Linked DNA regions of Macaca mulatta: region 1 is linked to region 2. Evidence: chromatin contacts called from public Hi-C data. All regions are on one chromosome and are shown on one strand. The core of a region is the stretch at or near the end of the contact, and the rest is flanking DNA. Distances in the headings are between cores, read along the strand shown. Region 1 holds the start of BRCA1 (BRCA1 DNA repair associated). Region 2 holds the start of VAT1 (vesicle amine transport 1).

What was found. Hi-C and Micro-C count contacts between places; a contact is called where the count stands out from the background.
Region 1: a Hi-C map of liver shows a contact between it and region 2, with 3 times the contacts expected there. The contact joins the promoter of BRCA1 here to the promoter of VAT1 in region 2. A contact is called at or near these places in 3 of 14 Hi-C or Micro-C datasets (fetal cortex germinal zone, fetal cortical plate and liver).

Annotation. Positions count from the first base shown.
Region 1 is chr16:67,490,294-67,494,222 of T2T-MMU8v2.0, forward strand. It overlaps BRCA1 (BRCA1 DNA repair associated), which reads right to left and starts at 2,003. Exons shown (of 22, transcript NM_001114949.1): 1 at 1,924-2,003. The coding sequence starts at 2,003.
Region 2 is chr16:67,382,230-67,386,402 of T2T-MMU8v2.0, forward strand. It overlaps VAT1 (vesicle amine transport 1), which reads right to left and starts at 1,507. Exons shown (of 6, transcript XM_077971895.1): 1 at 1,243-1,507. The coding sequence starts at 1,449.

The DNA.
Region 1 (3,929 bases), core at 753-3,252, 110 kb after region 2:
AAAAATTTAGCATTTTCATTCTTACATTTTTAATTTTTATGTATCTGAGTTTTTAATTGATGGTTTAATTTGCCAGAATGAGAAAGAACATCCTATTTTTATGACTCTGTTCCATGGAAATGTAAAGAGAAAGGGATCCAAATGCCACACTATTGAGGATTTTTTTGATCACTCTGATTGTCATGAGTAAGTTTTGTGCTTTTTCAAAAGCAGTTTTTTCCTACAATGTCATTTCCTGCTTCTCTGGCTCTGATTTTCAATAAATTGATAAATTGTAAATCTTGTTTTCCTCTTATTTTTGTTTAGCTAAAATGCTGAAGGGCAAGGGAGAGGATGGTTATTTATAAATCTTGTTATCTCTCTGAAAACACAACTTGCATTTTCCTTAATCTGATTAACTTGACTTCAAATATGAAAAACAACTTTCATAAAGCACGAAAGAAAATTTCCTTGAATTTACCCTTTTTTATTGTGGGTAAGAGGCAATAAGTACAATTTTTCAACTTATTTTTTGAATGTTACTCACTACTAACCATCACCATATTTTAAAAAATTAAAGAACTAATTTAGTTTAGTTTATTATTTAATGTATTTGACAAATGTTTATTGAGTGGCAACTAGGTCCCAAGTACCGTTCTAACTACTGAATATACAGATGTACGAAAACAAAACAAAAATCTCTCCGTCCTGGAGTTTACATTCTATGGGACTAAAGGATGGATACATTACATAGAATGTCAGCTAATCATAAGTGTTATGGAGAAGCAGCAGGAATGGAGGATAAAGTGTGTGTTGGGGGAGTTGTAATTTTAAACAGCAGTGTCTGGAAATGAAAAGGTGGTATTTCAATCAAGATTTTCAGACCATGGCTGGGTGCAATGGCTCACGCCTGTAATCCCAACACTTTGAGAGGCCAAGGCCTCACTTGAGGTCAGGAGTTTGAGACCAGCATGGCCAACATGGCAAAACCCTATCTCTACCAAAAAAAAAAAAAAAAAATTAGCTGGGCATGGTAGTGTGCACCTATAGTCCCTGCTACTCTGGAAGCTGAGGCAGGAGGATTGCTTGAGCCTGACAAGGTTGAGGCTGCAGTGAGCTGTGATAGCACCACTGCACTCCAGCTTCTTGACACAAATCCTGTATAAAAAAAACCTCTGCATTTCATTGTATGTAAATGAGTATGTAATTTCATTGTATGTACAGAGCCAGTTTCAGACAAAGGTTCTTCCAAATACTTATCCCCTTAAGGACACCAATCATCCATGATCTCTTTTTTTTTTAGATGGAGTTTAGCTCTGTTGCTGGAGTTCAGTGGTGTGATACTGGCTCACTGCAACATCTGCCTCCCGGTTCAAGTGATTCTCCTGCCTCAGCCTCCTGAGTAGCTGGAATTACAGGCCCGCGCCGCTATGCCCAGCTAATTTTTGTATTTTTAGTGGAGAGGGGGTTTCACCATGTTGGCTAGGCCAGTGTCTATCTCCTGACCTTGTGATCTCCCACCCTGGCCTCCCAAAGTGCTGGGATTACAAACGTTAAGCCACCGTCCCTGGCCTCATCCATGATTTTATTTCGCCATTTCAAGTGATGGAGCTGGTTTTAGAGCTGGAAGAAAAGCCAAAATGCCAGTTAATCTAAACTCGATTCCTGCCCCAGTGCAGAACCAATCAAGAGAGAGTCCCTGTCTTTCCCGGACCACAGGCTTTGTGTTGAACAGGAGAGGAGTGGGAGAGCCAGAGTGGATGGAGAACAAGGAATCATTTTCTATATTTTTAAAGTTCTTCAGTTAAGAAAATCAGCAATTACAATAGCCTAATCTTACTAGACATGTGTTTTCCTCCCTACTATGTAAGGTCAATTCTGTTCATTTGCATAGCAGATAATCATACAGAAATCCCAAATTAATACCCTCTTGTGCTGACTTACCAGATTGGACACTCTAAGATTTTCTGCATAGCATTAATGACATTTTGTACTTCTTCAACGCGAACAGCAGATAAATCCATTTCTTTCTGTTCCAATGAACTTAAACACATTAGAAAAAATATATATATACATATATATAGTTTGAAAAAAGGTTTATAAAATGACAACTTCATTTTATCATTTTACAATAAGGTAAATTTAAGATTTTGAAGGTTTTAGAATACAAACCATAGAGCTAATGACAAAATCCTTTATTTTTTTAAAGGTTCTAGAAGTGGCTCTTTGTAATTAAACAACATACATTCTGTAATTCTTCACATATTGTTGCCAAGCCCTTGGGTCTTTTCCTTTCTCCAAGAAAGAGAAAGCTACAGAGGAGTGACTGACCGGGTAAGTGGTGGTCACCTTAGGTTTCTCCAATGTTTCTGGCTGCTTTCTTTTTCTTGCATAAAACCAAAATCAACGACAAAACCAACACCAATCAGCACCTCCCCGCCCCTAAACCTTCCCAGTGACCTGCTCTCATCTCAGGATCCTCCTCAAGCACATTCCTGCCGGCAGCATCTGTTACTACTGACGCTCCTCTACTTCCCTCTTGCGCTTTCTCAATAGCGCAATTGGATCCAGTTCTTAAGTTCTCCCTCCCACAAAACCCTGTCTCTTCCCCTTCCCAGACGTATTCCTGGCATCTCTTCTTCCGCAAGGTCCCATCCACTCATACATACCAGCCGGTGTTTTTGTCTGTTGTTTTGAGACAGAGTCTCGCTCTGTCGCCCAGGCTGGAGGGCAATGGCGCGATCTCGGCTCACTGCTACCTCCGCCTCCCGGGTTCTAGCGATTCTCCTGCCTCAGCCTCCTGAGTAGCTGGAGCGCCACCACGCCCGGCTAATTTCTGTATTTTTAGTGGAGACGGAGTTCCACCATGTTGGTCAGGCTGGTCTGGAAGTCCTGACCTCGTGACCAGCCGATGTTTTTATAGACGTGGTGTCCCCCTCAAGGCATATTTCAGTTCCTATCACGATGATTCCCCCTCGGACACACCGTGCCCCCTTCCTGATCCTCAGAGCTTCCCTCGCGACCTACAAACTGCCCCTTCCCCAGGGTTCACAACTCCTTACGCCTCTCAGCTTCCGCCACCGCTCCCCCCCCAAAAGAATACCCACTCTCTCTCCCACGCCAGTCCCCCAAAGCATCACTTGGACCCGGGACTCTACTACCTTTACCCAGAGCAGAGGGTGCAGGCCTCTGGGGCCCAGGGGCCCAGTTATCTGAGAAACCCCACGGCCTGTTCCCCGTCCAGAAAGTCTCAGCGAGCCCACGCCGCGCAGTCGCAGTTTTAATTTATCTGTAATTCCCGCGCTTTTCCGTTGCCACGGAAACCAGCTGGCTACCGCTAAGCAACAGCTGCTCAGAATACGAAATCAAGGCACAATCAGAGGAAGGGCGGGACAGAAGGAGCCAAGTCTCTCTCGGGCCTCTGGATTGGCCACCCAGTCTGCCCCCAGATAACGTAAAACGAAAGAGACGGGAGAGGAAGAATTCTACCCTAGTTTGCCCTAAAGTGCCGGCCCTCTGGCCTCTACGCGTCCAGTTGCGGCTTATTACGTCACAGTAATTGCTATACGAGAGTCAGAATCGCTACCTAGTGTCCAAAGCAGTCGTAAAAAGAGGTCCCATTCCCCCACTCTTTCCGCCCTAATGGAGGTCTCTAGTTTAGGTAAATATAAGAAATAAGGATTGTTGGGGGGGGGGTGGACGGAAAGAACTATTTCCAGCATTCGCTGCGGAATGAAAGGTCGTTGCCACAGTGTTCCTTGTGGAAAGTGTAGTCTTATGGAGAGAAACATCCAATAGCGAAGCGGGCACAATTCTCACGGAAATCCAGCGGATAGATTGGAGACCTCCACGCGCTTATACACGTCAACAGTTATGGATTGGAGTGTTGTTATGTTTTCGTATCTTGAAAGGAAAAACTAGGCCTAAAAAAAATACCTACAACTCTTAGG
Region 2 (4,173 bases), core at 257-2,756:
AAGAAAAAGAAAAAGAAAGAAAAAGGAACCCCTAAACAAATGGAGTGCTGAGGCCTCATCCCAGGACTCTCAAAAAGCTGATCATTTTGAGCTCTCCGGTGTCCAGGGTTGTGGCCGAGATTAATGATAAATGAGGAGAAACAGGCCTGCAGACTTGGCCAACCAGTTCAAGGCGCCACACCTCTCCGTTCCAGTCCAAACCCCTGGCACCGGGGTTTCTGAAGTGGGGGTCCTCTGCAGGAGGAAGGCAGAGGTGGGTACCCCCTACACGCCCCGCCCCAGGCGTTCCGAAGGGCAGCCCCGGGTCGTGGCCCGATGTCTGAGTCACAGAAGGAGGAGATACTGCAGTCACGGGAGACACAGAGCCCAAGACAAAGATCGGGTGACCCAATCCCGCCTCCCCCACCCCAAAACCAGATCGGCGGTGTAAGTCTGGTGGCGGTGGGGGAGCAAGGCTCTCTCTTCTCCGTCACGGGCGTGTCTCGTCTCCTTGGCCTTGCCTTGCTTTGGGAGGGGCCGCCTCACACCCCCACAGACCACGGGGCTGCATGTGACCAGGACTCTGGCACGGCCGCTGTGCCCCCGCCCAACCCCGGCGACATAGCCCCTCAAGCTCCCTCGGGAAAAGGGGGTACTAACCGTCACTCACAGTCACAGACCACAATTACCCAGAGAGTGTTTGGTGGGCAGGGGTACAGGTGTGGTTTTAACGGGGGGGCGGGGGTGGGTGGGGACGGTGGTGTCGTTGTGCGCATGCGCATGGGCGCCTTATTGTTCCCCCCCTACCAGCACAGCTTCTGGGCGGCGGCCGCAACTAAAAAAGGTTGGGGAAGGGGCGATAATTCCGCCTCCCCTCCCCACATAAATGCCGTTCTCCAGGAGCCCCAAAACACAAGTTTCTTTGCTACGCTTTCCACGCTTGTGCACCCAGGTCCGCGCCAGTTTCTCCTGCCCTGCCACACCCCCGGCGCCCGCCCACTCGTGCCCCACTGCCCCGTGGCCTGCGCAGCCCTGCCCTGCCCTACGCAACCCGCTCACCTTGCGGTCGCTGACACCCTCGCCCACTGCGATCACGACGCCCGCGCCCTCCATGCCTGGAGTGACAGGCAGCGGCGGGAGCCTGTCGTACAGCCCCTGCCTGGCCATGAGGTCTGCGAAGTTGAGCCCGCAGGCCCGCACGCGCAGCGTCAGCTGGCCGGGCCCAGGGGCCGGAGGCGCGGCCGGCCGGCTCTGCAGCTTCACCTTGTCGTAGCCTCCAAAGCCAGTGAGCACCAGGCAGCGCAGCGGCGGCGGCGAGGCGGCGGCGGCGGCCACTTCCGAGGCCGCGGGCTGCTGGGGGTCGCTCATTCTCTCGGTTTTCGCAGGCGGCGAAGAGGCGTCTTCCCCGGCCCCTGCCTCGGCGGCCGCCACCACAGTGGCCGCCTCGGTTACCTCTCTCTCGGCTGACATGGCTGGGACTCCCGACGAGAGCGCACAGCTGGACTGAGAGTGCACAGCTGGGGAAGGCGGGGCGCGTCGGGAAGAGCCGCGGCTGCGGGATCCAGCGGGAGGGGCGGGGCGCCGGGCGAGGCGGGGCCTCGCGCGCAGCCTTAAAGGGCCAGGGCCACAGTGGCGCAAGCTGGGAGAGCACGAAAACGGGCACCAGGAATGTCTGTGGTCTTGGGCTCAAGCAGACCGCGATTTATTTATTCACAGTAAACCTTATTCAAATTAAAAACTATTTTAAGGGATAGGCCTGGCGCGGTGGCTCACGCCTGTAATCCCAGCACTTTGGGAGGCCGAGGCGGGCAGATTACAAGGTCAGGAGATCATTGCGGGTGGATCATTTGAGGTCAGGAGTTCAAGAACAGCCTGGCCGACATGGTGAAACCCCCGTCTTTACCAAAAATGCAAAAAATAGCCAGGCGGTAGTGGCGCGCGCCTGTAATCCTAGCTATTCGAGAGGCTGAGGCGGGAGAATCGCTTGAGCCTGGGAGGCTGAGGTTACGGTAAGCCGAAATAGCGCCACTACACTCCAGTCTGGACAACAAAGTGAGACCCTGTCTCAAAAAAAAAAAAAAAAAAAAGGCCAGGCGCCGTGGCTCACACCTGTAATCCCAGCATTTTGGGACGCCGAGGCGGGTGGATCACCTGAAGTCAGGAGGAGTTCGAGACCAGCCTGACCAGTATGGCGAAACCCCGTCTCTACTAAAACTACAAAAATTAGCCAGGCATGATGGCAGGTGCCTATAGTTCCAGCTACTCGGGAGGCCGAGGCTGGAGAATTGCTTGAACCCGGGAGGCGGAGGTTGCAGTGAGCCAAGATCGTGTCACTGCACTCCACTTTGGGCGACAGAGGGAGACTCCATCTCAAAAAAAAAAAAAAAAAAAAAAAAAAAAAAAGGCCGGGTGCGGTGGCTCACGCCTGTAATCCCAGCACTTTGGGAGGCCGAGGCGGGTGGATCACGAGGTCAGGAGATCGAGACCATCCTGGCTAACACAGTGAAACCCCGTCTCTACTAAAAAATACAAAAAATTAGCCGGCCGTGGTGGTGGACGCCAGGAGTCCCAGCTTCTTGGGAGGCTGAGGCAGGAGAATGGCATGAACCTGGGAGGCGGAGCTTGCAGTGAGCTGAGATCATGCTACTGCACTCCAGAGCCAGACTGTGTCTCAAAAAAAAAAAAAAAAAAAAAAGTTAAGGAACAGTCCCAAAACTTGAACTTACATCAGATTTGGAGTTACTTACATGTAGACTGGAGTCCAGCTAAATTGTATCTCAGGCTCTGACTGTACCTTTATGTAACCCAGGCAGGGATGAGACTTAATTCACTGTGGTCTTGCAGTGGCAAAGCAGAAGCATGGAGACCACGCCTTTAAAACTTTCTGACTTTGGTGTTAACGTTCTGTTCCTCATTTTCCCTTCTGTAACATAGTGATGATGCTGCGTGCTCTAGTTATATTTTTATTTTATTTTATTTTTTTGATACAGGATCTCACTCTTTCACCCAGGCTGAGCAAGGTGGCGTGATCACAGCTTCCTACAGCCTCAAACTCCCGGGTTCAAGCAATCCTCCCACCTCAGCCTCCTGTATAGCTGGGACCACAGGCATGTGTCACTACGACCGGCTAATTTTATGTTTTACCGCTCTTTGCAGAGCAGGGCTACCCCATAGGCAGCGTGCCTAGAGTGGCCAAACCTAGCTAAGTTTTGATTTGTTTTTCTAGAGACAGGGTCTCGCTAATATTGCCCAGGATGGTCTCAAACTCCTGCATACAAGCAAGCCTCGGCCTCCCAAAGTGCTGAGATTACAGGCGTGAGCCACTGCGCCCAGCTTCTAGTTATCTTTACACAATTATTTGCAACATATATTATTAACTCGAATTGCCTCGATGTAAAAAATTACTTTTTTTTCCCCAAAATTCTGTTGCCCAAGCTGGAGTGTAGTGAGGCAATCTCGGCTCACTGCCACCTCCACCTCCCAGGTTCAAGCGATTCTCCTGCCTCAGCCTCCCGAGTAGCTGGGACTACCGGCACGCGCCACCATGCCCGGCTAGTTTTTGTATTTTTAGTAGAGACGGGGTTTCACCATGTTGGCCAGGCTGGTCTCAAATTCCTGACCTCAGGTATCCACCCGCCTCGGCCTCCCAAAGTGCTGGGATTACAGGCGTGAGCCACCGTGCCTGGCCAAAAAAGCACTTTTAAAAGGTAAAAAAAAAAAAAAGTAAAAGGTGCCACGCAAATACGTATCGGTGGTTTTATTATTGTTAGACTCTTTTTTTTTTTTTCCTTTTGAGACGGAGTCTCGCTCTGTCGCCCAGGCTGGGGTGCAGTGGCCTCTCAAAGTGCTGGGATTACAGGCGTGAGCCACCGCGCCCGGTCTATTGTTAAGACTCTTAATCAAGCCTGACTTTTGGGTTTAGCTCTGGCTCCAGCAGAGCAACTCTGGCGGTTGGTTCTTTCTCTTCCTTTTTTTTTTTTTTTTTTTTTGAGATGGGGTCTGTCTCTGTCGTCAGGCTAGAATGCAGTGGCGCGATCTCTGCTCACTGCAACCTCTGCTTCCCGACTTCAAGCGATTCTCCTGCCTCAGCTTCTGGTGCACGCCACCACACCCGGCTAATTTTTGTATTTTCAATAGAGACGGGGTTTCACCATGTTGACCAGGATGGTCTCGATCTCCTGACCTCGTGATCAG